Regions from separate parts of the Mus musculus genome. Here regions 2 and 3 are each linked to region 1. A link is a contact called in public Hi-C data. All regions are on one chromosome and are shown on one strand. Each heading gives the region's core, a stretch centred on a gene start, on an enhancer-like site or on the middle of the called end of the contact. The rest is flanking DNA. Distances are from core to core; before and after follow the strand shown. Region 1 has its middle 250 kb from the start of Gm25015. Region 2 overlaps Gm40419 (a long non-coding RNA gene). Region 3 holds the start of 3110039M20Rik (RIKEN cDNA 3110039M20 gene).

The links. A called contact is a pair of places that touch in the nucleus more often than the background predicts.
Region 2: a contact with region 1 is called in a Hi-C map of cerebral cortex, with 2.2 times the contacts expected there. The contact joins two enhancer-like sites. A contact is called at or near these places in 1 of 39 promoter capture datasets (hippocampal neurons), 3 of 484 Hi-C or Micro-C datasets (cerebral cortex and neural progenitor cells) and 3 of 115 datasets of contacts at active chromatin or transcription factors (astrocytes and embryonic forebrain).
Region 3: a Hi-C map of cerebral cortex shows a contact between it and region 1, with 3 times the contacts expected there. The contact joins the promoter of 3110039M20Rik here to the enhancer-like site in region 1. A contact is called at or near these places in 3 of 39 promoter capture datasets (the 3T3-L1 cell line, hippocampal neurons and stem cell-derived epiblast-like cells), 9 of 484 Hi-C or Micro-C datasets (cerebral cortex, cortical glia, cortical neurons and 5 more), 7 of 115 datasets of contacts at active chromatin or transcription factors (astrocytes, craniofacial prominence, embryonic forebrain and 3 more) and 2 of 9 other capture datasets (embryonic stem cells and pancreatic islet).

What each region holds. Positions count from the first base shown.
Region 1 is chr12:49,831,104-49,834,342 of GRCm38.p6, reverse strand. No RefSeq gene overlaps it. Among named protein-coding and RNA genes, the nearest start is that of Gm25015, 250 kb to the right of the region's middle. Within about 2 kb of position 1,697, at least 6 of the 459 cell types and tissues checked have an H3K27ac peak or open chromatin away from gene starts, as enhancers often do. A contact at or near this core is called in cerebral cortex, where this site is marked.
Region 2 is chr12:50,110,787-50,114,010 of GRCm38.p6, reverse strand. Gm40419 (a long non-coding RNA gene) reads left to right here. Exons shown (of 3, transcript XR_872736.2): 2 at 1,648-1,730. Among named protein-coding and RNA genes, the nearest start is that of Gm40418, 7.9 kb to the left of the region's middle. Within about 2 kb of position 1,885, at least 27 of the 459 cell types and tissues checked have an H3K27ac peak or open chromatin away from gene starts, as enhancers often do. A contact at or near this core is called in cerebral cortex, where this site is marked.
Region 3 is chr12:49,388,048-49,391,497 of GRCm38.p6, reverse strand. It overlaps 3110039M20Rik (RIKEN cDNA 3110039M20 gene), which reads right to left and starts at 1,846. Exons shown (of 3, transcript NR_026733.1): 1 at 1,559-1,846; 2 at 1,028-1,095.

The DNA of each region.
Region 1 (3,239 bases), core at 448-2,947:
CTGTTTCATTGCCCCTCCTCAAAGAGGCGATTTCTCACCTTGTTTTTTGAGAGAGAGGCTCCTTTACCCTGGGTTAGTCTTCACACTCTCCATCTGCCTGGTGTTCACCTATATCTCTTATCACCACTTAGCCTTGTCCACTGCTTGTCTCGTTACTCAAAACCTAAGTATGTCTCTTACGGGCAAATCCTCTTCCTTGTTTGCTCATCCCTGGGTCTCTGGTCCTGGCATGACCCTTGGTATACAGTGGACTCCCTGGTTCTAAGTTGAATGGATGGATGTGTGCAGCCCACTTACATGTATAAAGCCAGTGTACACCATTTTGGAGTGTCATGTACATTTTTACAAGACATTTGTCCTGTCTGCTATCTGCTTTCCTGTCTTCATCCCTGCCATTTGGGGAGATTATCAATTCAGAGGACTAGAGAGATGATTTAATAAATGTTGTCCTCTAGGTTAATTTAGTAAACATTTAATAAATGTTGTTTCTCCAGAGGAGAAACAAGTTCTGCTATGTGGCATATCCATGAGTAAAGCCATTTGCTTTTGTCTAAGAATTGAATTACTTAAGAAATCACGTTTATATCTTATTAAATCCCCCAAACAGAACAAATTTTGTATGCTTATAGCGTGCATTTTTAATTAGCCCATTACATACCTCCACTTTGTAACCTTGACTAATGTTTTCTCAATGTTTATATTAGTTTCTTTGCTGTTAGGCACTTACTTAGAGTTATGATTGGACTGCTGTTTGAAGCTAGTTAGTTGAGATCAGTCTCAGGTTACCCTAGCCCTTCATGAGCTGGGTAACCTTAGTCAAGCTAGTCAGACATCTCCCCATATCCATGTCCTCCACTTGCAAAATAGAGATAACATTAGTACCTAAACCACAAGCTTACACATCCCAGTACTGTCATAAGGATTAAACAATTTAAGACATACAGCACAGTTGGACCAGTGCCTGGCACAAGCTGCAGCTCAATAAAGTTAGCTGTTATTTTTGCAAGTATTTCAAATCCTTCTTGACTAAAGTAAGACAAAATAGAGTTTATAAGTACCAATCATGAGCCAGGACCTTGGCGTTCTATGCAGTGTCCAGCTGACAATGAGTAACATAGGATGAAGTGGTACCTAGGCTAGGGCCCTCAGAGGGAGACTCAGCAGATATCAGCTGAGATGCATCAGAAAAGATGGCCTCTGCTCCAAGCCTGCATAGTGATGGGTATGACTTGCAACACTCTCATAGACAATCTGATGAAGACTCAGATGTGTTCTTAAGAGTAGGGAGTACAGATGTCATAGAGGTGATCTTTGTGGGTCAAATGTTAGATCTGAGCCAGATCCCCTGCCACTGTTGAATGTAGTTTCTGCAAATTCAGACCTACTCTGTTGATATTGAGTATCTTTCTTGTTTTGTTTTGTTTTGTTTTGACAAGGCCAGAGGCCACTTTCATCCTCTCTCTCTCTCTCTCTCTCTCTCTCTCTCTCTCTCTCTCTCTCTCTCTCTCTGTCTCTGTCTCTCTGTCTCTTTCTGTCTCTCTCTTTCTATCTCTCTCTCTGTCACACACACACACACACACACACACACACACACACACTCCCACTGCTAGCAAGGCAGCTCCTGTGACTTAGTCTGCCTAGCCCTCAGCATGTTTGAGAACCTTGCCTTAAATAGATTAGTGTCTCTGTGCTGTTCCCCACAAATGCAGGAGGTGCCACTTGGCTGGAAGTCCAAGCTTCCTACTGCTACCTGCATTTTTTTGCCTCACCCCAGCCTTCTCACCCTGGGTCACCAACCCACAGCCCCCAGAAACAAATCCAGGTGTTTCTGAAACTCTCTGAGTCCTCTTTAGTAGTAATTTATTCCATATGTTTATTGCTCTCCGTGTGAAATAATTTCAACAGTTTCTTTTTTTTTTTCTTTGTCACTGCATTCAAATTAGCCCACAGTCAAATCCGATGGAGGAGTAACACTTTCAGAAAACACCAAGTCCTGTGCTGTGGAAAGCCGAGGGATATTGCAGCCTGTGAGAGAAGGAGAAAAGAACAAGCAGTTGGGGCTTGACATTAGCTTATGAGGGAGAGACTTCTGGAATACCTCACAGGGCTTGGGAGAACAGCTTTACTGGAGTTCTGACTACAGTTTGCATTTCCCCTGGGTGTCAATTTTATGAAACAAAGTGATGGGATGATTTCTATCACTTGAGAAGCTGTGTTGTTGGTTTTTTTTTTTTTTTTTTATAAATGATGCATTGGCAACAGCAAAAATTGTTATGGTAGGAATCAAATTGGTGCTTCCTTACTGGAAATGGAAGGAACGGAACATGGTGCTTGTCAGTTTATTTCTGAGCTCTGCTTTTCAAACTTTAATTTGAGAGGATGTGGGGAGGTGCAATGGAAATCCCAATCCCTGTTAGGAGAGCACTGTATTTTATATTTTTGTTTCATCATCTCTACGATCAGAAGGAAATTATCCTTTATACTTTAGAAGAGAAAGCACTGTCAGTTCTAAATCTATTTTGGGGGGAGGGGAAGAAAGGGAATGATTTATGGATTAAATCAATGGATTCTGTGTAAAAAAAAAAATCTATTTCTACATCAGGGCATTGGCCTACCTTGTGACAACATGAAGAATCATCAATAATTAGCATTTTTAAGTGATCAAAATGTGCTTTTAGAATCAACTTCTGTTCATAGCATCTTCTCATCATGGAACTGGAGTTTAATAACAAATATCTCATTTTTGCCCGTTTCTCAGAGCATTCTTGCTAAAGTAACCATCATCTCCATTTTCATGTGTGGCTTTCCCCTTTGGGTGAACAGGTGAGGGCAAAGTTCTTTCTTTTCTTTTTTTCCCCCAAGACAGGGTTTCTCTGTGTAGCCCTGACTGTCCTGGAACTCACTTTGTAGACCAGGCTGGCCCCGGACTCAGAAATTTGCCTGCCTCTGCCTCCCAAGTGCTGGGATTAAAGGCGTGTACCACCACCACCCAGCAAGGGCAAAGTTCTTATACAGCAGAGTTAGTGGTAACCACTGGTTTTATTCTGCTGTTGAAACACATTTTAAATGCAACTATTATTTGAAGTCACTATGGCAATAATTAGGACTGACTTCATGTGCATTCAAAGGAAGACATGACGCATAGCACTGTGTGCAAATTATCTCTTTAGATGATTTCAGTAGCTCTGGGATGCAAGCTGATTATTTTCTCCATTTTACAGATAGTAAAATAAAGGCAC
Region 2 (3,224 bases), core at 636-3,135, 280 kb before region 1:
TAGAGAGAGAGACTTGTTAAAGATGTGTAATAAGACATATCTTATTTAACACATATTGTACTAGCTTGGTTTCAGAGCATAAGCGTTAGTAATTGATTTTACCTTGGCAACACACACACACACACACACACACACACACACACACACACACACACACACCACACCCTGTGGTTAGTTTACTCCTTGCTACTTTAACAATCAGTTACTGCTTTGGTGAAAGCCTAAAGCTTAATCCATTAAGAGCCATTCAGGACAAAACAAACAAACAAAGCTTTAACCACTTCAGTGACAACAGCCCAGAACCAACAACCAGCCTTCTAAGAAAATCCTAGCAATTTTAGGATCAATAGCCTCACACTGGATGCTACTAAGTGTCAGAAATGTGTGCTGCTAGAGCTTCAGAGAGTATAGCTAAATACAAACACATCAGGGAAAGATAATTTGATACATTTCACTTTGGAAATACCCATGCAGTCCAGAGAGTTGACAAATTCTATCAATAGGCATGAAAAAAAAATAATTCAAGCTTCACCTTGTCCTGAAATTTTCACCTCTATCCCTGAGAGTTGAGCTGTTAAAATAGCTTTTATTCTCTCCACATCCCAGCACCTCCCGCCTCCCCACATTCGGAAATATAAATATAGTTCTTTGAAAACAAATCTCATATCTTTAATGTATTTAGAAGAGCTTTAAAGTCCACTTAATTCAGGGCTACAGTTTGAACAAGAAGAGCAATGAGTACATTTATATTCAAAAGCAGTAAAAACAAACATTTTTCCACATAAGATTAAAAGCCTGTTCATTTCCTTTTATTCCAATGTATATTATCTTTTGTGAAAAGCTCCATTAGCTGTTTTTTTTTTACACATGCTAGACTCTTAAATAACAAACCAACACTATAGAATATGTCTCAGAGAGAAGCCTCACTATCATTCTGTGGACTAAGAAAAATATCTGCTTTAAAAAAAAAAAAACCAAAAAAAAACCAAAAACGTTTTTGCCATGTCCTTTTTAGTTTTTGAAAACAATTTAAAAATACTCAATCCCTTATGGTTCTTAAGAGCTCTTTACATTTGTACTTAATTAAAAACTCGGTAATGAAATAGGAGTACTGTTTATTATTTATCTAAAACTGTCAGTTGGTTAGATTTTTGTCCTCAAATTATCTGGAAGCATTAAATTATATGCTTTCCTAGGTAGTCAACAGACATGACTGGGATTGCCTTTAGGTGGTTTCCAGGCCAATTTGTTTACTGACTATTGCCTACTTATTTACATTTTTTATGTAATTTTTTTAAAGTCCTCTTAGTAAGGAACACTTCATATAAGAAGTTTGCAAAGCAATATCTTTAGTTTTCAAAAAAATCAGATAAAATGCAGGGTAATCTTTTTTTAACGAACTGTTAATAAAAATATTGCCCATTAATATTTTACAGATTAAAGAAATAAATCACCCTGCAACATATCATTAAAATGCACCGTTTTCCGGCGTGTCAGAAGTGCTGTTCAATTTTGTCTGGATTCATTAAAGCTCTCAGAGCATGAGTGTGTTGCCAACCGGAATGTGGGTGGCTGTAATGGCAGCCTGTAGGTTTGTATGGAAAACAAGCATGGTACTGTGAAAAAAATCCTTCTCTCACCCTACAGATACCTGTGCCGAGAGCTTGGAAGGCATTTCTATAGGCTCATTACGAGTGACTGTTAAAGTCCCCATTCACTGAGAAGCAAAGGTAAGTTTGAAAAAAAATGTATTGAGGAAACCGGAAAGGGGGTGGGGAGTGGGGTGGAATCACCTAAGATTGAAGCAGCCTAACCAAGTGACAGACACGTAGACAACTCCGATGCTGCCAGAACAACACTCTGCACAGCCCACCAGCAAGCAATTTGTCATAGCGACAAGAATATCCTCAGCAATTTGGCATCAGGGTCCTTGGACAGCCAACTGCGACTATACAGCACGAGTCGTGCTATTCCGCAACGTGAAGATAGAAACCAAGGTTCTCGTTATTATGTCCAAATGTGTTATTTTATGAAAAACATATCTTTTGTCATGATCAACATAGAGATAAAACCGTAGCAATTGATAATAGCTGGGGGCAAATAAAAAGAAATTGAGAAAAATACATCCTGGTATGTTTTTTGAGATGCCCCTAGTGTTGAGACTTCAGGATGTTTGCTTGATGTGTTCGGTCTTTATGGCAGGCTCCCACAGAGCTTCCAAGAAGTAATGAATCCATAGGTACAAGAATGAATTGGGAATGTTTGGCGAGGTAAATAACTTGCTTTTAGAAGTCTGTAGTCTTTTCTTGTTTTAGACTTTAGATCCTTGTATATGTGGTGGTGACTAACATGTTAGTTTAGTGCAAATCCTTTCTGATTGGTATGGTTTGAAATTAGGCAAAGAATTCAAGGTAAGTTGAGTTATAAAAGTGCAAAGGAAAGACTCTGTGCTCTTTATGTTCCTATCCTGGTAATCTATTGTAAAAGTGCAGTAAAGGAGAGAAGCCAGGAGCATAGGATAAAGGTACCAGATAAATAAGCACGGAGCATTCCCTTGCCAATTACTTGGCATCTTGCTTAGTAATTAATGCCACCGTAATGAAATAAAGTGGTAGGCACAAAGATTGGGCCTTTTGTGAACTCTATACAGAACCAAACACTCATAAAAATCTTGCTCAAAGCTAGCTTAGCTTGATTTTCTTCACAATCAAAACTCGCTAGAGAAAAAATTAGTATAAACCCAAAATGTGTGTGTATGTTTGTATGTGTATGTGTGTGTGTGTGTGTGTGTGTGTGTGTGTGTGTGTGTGTATGTGTGTGTGTTTTGAATGTATTATTTAAGGGTGACATCAGACAATTGTAGTATTGCTGCCTCCATCATATGGACAAGAACGTCCTTCATTCCCCAGACATTATGGAATCATGAACCCACTCTGCCAGAAGCAAATAACGTTATTTATTATTTGTTCTATGAAACACTTTCGGTAACCAATGCGTAAGTGGTTATAAGTGCCTTACAATGGATTTCCAAGATCTTATTCCTTCTTGTGCCCTATGAAACTTTTAGGAAATGATAAAAGCAGTCAAGGCTTAAATAACAATGAGGCTAATAGTACTAATGGATATTTTAAAATAAAAATATATAATTTAGTCATTTTTATATTTAAGATTTGTGCAAGACTAGAAAATATTCAACTAACATTATAATAATTTATAAACAATGA
Region 3 (3,450 bases), core at 597-3,096, 440 kb after region 1:
TTCTGTTGTTAGTCCCTAACCCGAGACCTCAACTCCGGACCGAGTCCTGCCGCTCTACTTGGAGTCCAGCCCAGCGCCCTCGACAAAGCCAGTCCGAGTCCATAGTCCCAGGGCAGGCCATCCCGACACCGCAGCCCGGCCTCTCTCCGGAGCTTCGGGAGGAGTCAGCCAGAGTCTGGCGCGCTCGCAGCCACCGTGGGACAGCCAGACTCTGGAGCATACAACGCTGGCTCCTAAGTGTGCATTAAAAATCAATTATTTTCCTGAGATTTCCAAAGCCGGGAACTGAGCTATTCCCAACAGGGACAAAGTCAAGCCCAGAACGGTGCTCATTTCCCTCGATTTTTTTTTCCTCCTCTGTGAGACCAAGAAGTCTCCTTCTCTCAAGTGGCTCTGAACTCGACCTGCACCAGATCCGCTTAGTCCTGTAGAGACCATAGCTTGTCGCAGCCAAAGGAACTGAGGAAAGAGGGCCCGCACTGGGTGAGGCTGGCAATGCCAGTGTGAAAGTAGAAAAGAAAGCATGAGAGAGAGAGAGAGGGAGAGAGAGAGAGAGAGAGAGAGAGAGAGAGAGAGAGAGAGAGAGAGAGAGAGAGAGAGAGATTGGTTCTTAATGATATTAAAAAAAAGTCTTTATGCCAACGATCCCAGGTTTGAACATTAAATTTCCTTGTTCTCTGAAGCAGCCATGAAATTCAGAAATTTCTCCATTAAACGAAATACCTTACACTTCTGTACATACTAGAGTATCCCATTGCCTTCTCCATATAAATTTATCTTCTTTTTTTCCTTCTTTGAAATATCTAAATCCTCTTTACCTAGGCAGCCACCATGATTTCTGCCCACGTGGACAAATCACGCATTCATCCACCTATGGCTGTGAGAATCTACTCGCTTGGAACAATTTCCAAGTGGGAAAAAAGAACACTTAAGCCTCCAAGAGTCTAGATTTAAGGGTACATCCACAGTAGCCTGTGGGACACGCTAACCACCCACCACCACGTGCGGCAGGGAGACTTTCACTTACCGATCTCCTGGTGAGAGTGTTCACAGTTCTCAAGTCCTCAGCAGCCTTCCGATAACATCGAGCAGAACCTTGGATTGGGGGGTGGGGTGGGGGCACCAAATCGGGAGGGAGGGAGGAAGACAAAACATAACACTACGTCATATATTCCGCAGCCCAGCGCCCCTGGGCCTACATTTCCTGGACAAAGTCTTCAAGAACTGAGTGGGGGAAAGGGCCAATTTAGGAGCTGGAAACTAAAAGATAGCTTGGTTTTAACTATTGGAGCTTAGGGGAGGAGTTCCTGGAGGAATGGTAAAGCAGGGCAATTGGGGTGAGAGAAAAGAGGGAAATTGGAAGCAAAAGAAAAATCGAAAATGGATTTTCCAGCTATCTGGAAGATCGCTAACACCCTTTAACTCTTACAGTAGGAAGAACTCAGTCATATTGTTGCTAAAGAGAATTTAGATGACCACTACTCTTTTTGTAACTTCAGGATCCGGCCTTGAGTAGAAGTATAATGAGGGGAAATTTTAAAACTCAATGTTTACCTACCCTGCTTCTTAGAAGGGCTGTGCAGATTTTCCTCTGGAGATTTCCGTCTGTCTGGGAGAAGCTGGAGTATGGCTGGGGACAGGGTTATCTGCTGAAGTAGGAATGTACAGGAACCCCGCCCCTCTAGACACAGTTACACAACCTCAGCAACCCATCTCAGCCAGCACTGAAACCTGCAATGATCTTCACCGTCACCGTTTGTTAACCTAATTCTCCAACAGGCTTTTAGCCTTAAAAAGAACCAACTATATTAGCTACTCACAAAATTAATTTATCAAAATTAAAATTATTTCAATGCATGCAAAATCCTCAATGACAAAGTAGAAAATACATGTTGTAAAAATCAAAATTTTATATAGACTTCTAATATATTTTATGTGCCCATCTCTTTGGGGTGAAATATGTACCAACTTGAATACATATTATAATCAATACACTTCAGGACAGATTTTTTTTCCTTTCTGCTCTTGCTATGATTCCAGCCATAGAAGACACGGGAAGACTACCTTCACTATCATCAGGACACTTGTACAGAACAGTTTTAGACTAACTTGATTTCCAGTATTGCAATTACAGAAAAAAATATTTGGAAGAAATTCCCTGTCTGTTGCATTTTAAATCATTTCCTTGTGTTTATGTACTAACAGTTTCATTAACTTCCAATTATGTCAATTGAAATACTAAATCTGTAATATTACAATTTGGAGTTTTAATTTTTAAATCGTGATCATTTTCAAAAAGGTCAGTCTTTACTTCATTTTAAGCAATATAAGTCTACGCAAAAATAATCTCCAAAGAGTTTTAGAAGTGTTTGTCTGCACTGAACTTACTGCAATCAGCAAAAAGTTGGTGACAATACACAGTAAAACACTGTAACAGGTCTGAAGCAAAATTAAATGTATCAATACTATAGCAAATTGTCATTTTTAAAAGAGGATATCCTGAGGGAGGGTCAATCATATAAAAATTAATGAAATAAAATATGTTCATAGACTGGGCTTCAAAAAGGCCTCTACCAAATTATATATATATATATATATATATACACTCATTCTTGCTTATGTCTAGGAAGCCTAATAAACAAACTTCCAATCACATCGTCTATATTAGTAAATTAGACATGGGCTAAAGCACACTTGTACTCCAATATCTAGTTCCATAAATACAAAAAGTCAACTTCATTATGGACTTGAAAGTACAAAAAATATTGCCATTGAAATTATATTTCTCTATATTTTAAATAAACATTTTATAAAATTATAAATAAGTATGGAGTGTTCATTTATGCTGTCCAGAGAGCAAACACTCACCAACGAAATGTTTCTTAAATATCTAGATCTATTAGTTTTACTATGTGAATTCAGCTTTCCTTTCAACTTTTGATAGTTAATACTGTGTTTCCTCCGTGGTAGTACATACTTATTCCATAAATAAAGCCCATAGCAGAAGCAAGCAATAGTCATCCTATTTTTCCTCCAATCTAAATGTAGGCCTTTCCCTGTTTGTCTCTCAGCTATGCAATGAAGATTTCTTTGCCTAAGCCCACATTCCCTGCCTCCCCCCTTACTTGTGTGTGTGTGTCTGTGTGTGTGTGTGTGTGTGATTCACTTTTAAAAAACTGTTAGATTAAAAAAAAAGACTTATATCTAAGCAAAATCTATTCTCACATTAAGATGGAGATAATCAAACTAGTCTATTTTGCCCATCTCTCTCTGTTCAATTTGATTCCAGCTTTTTAAAATTTCATAAGATCTCTCTCCCCTCTTCCCCGCTTTCTCCCCTTCTCCCTTCTTCCTTTCTCCAATTCACAACCCAGCCATCCCCATTTCCCAACATCAGCTATTCTAAATTTAAAATCAATTTTAGCCAACCTGCTTCTCTACTGGGTTCAC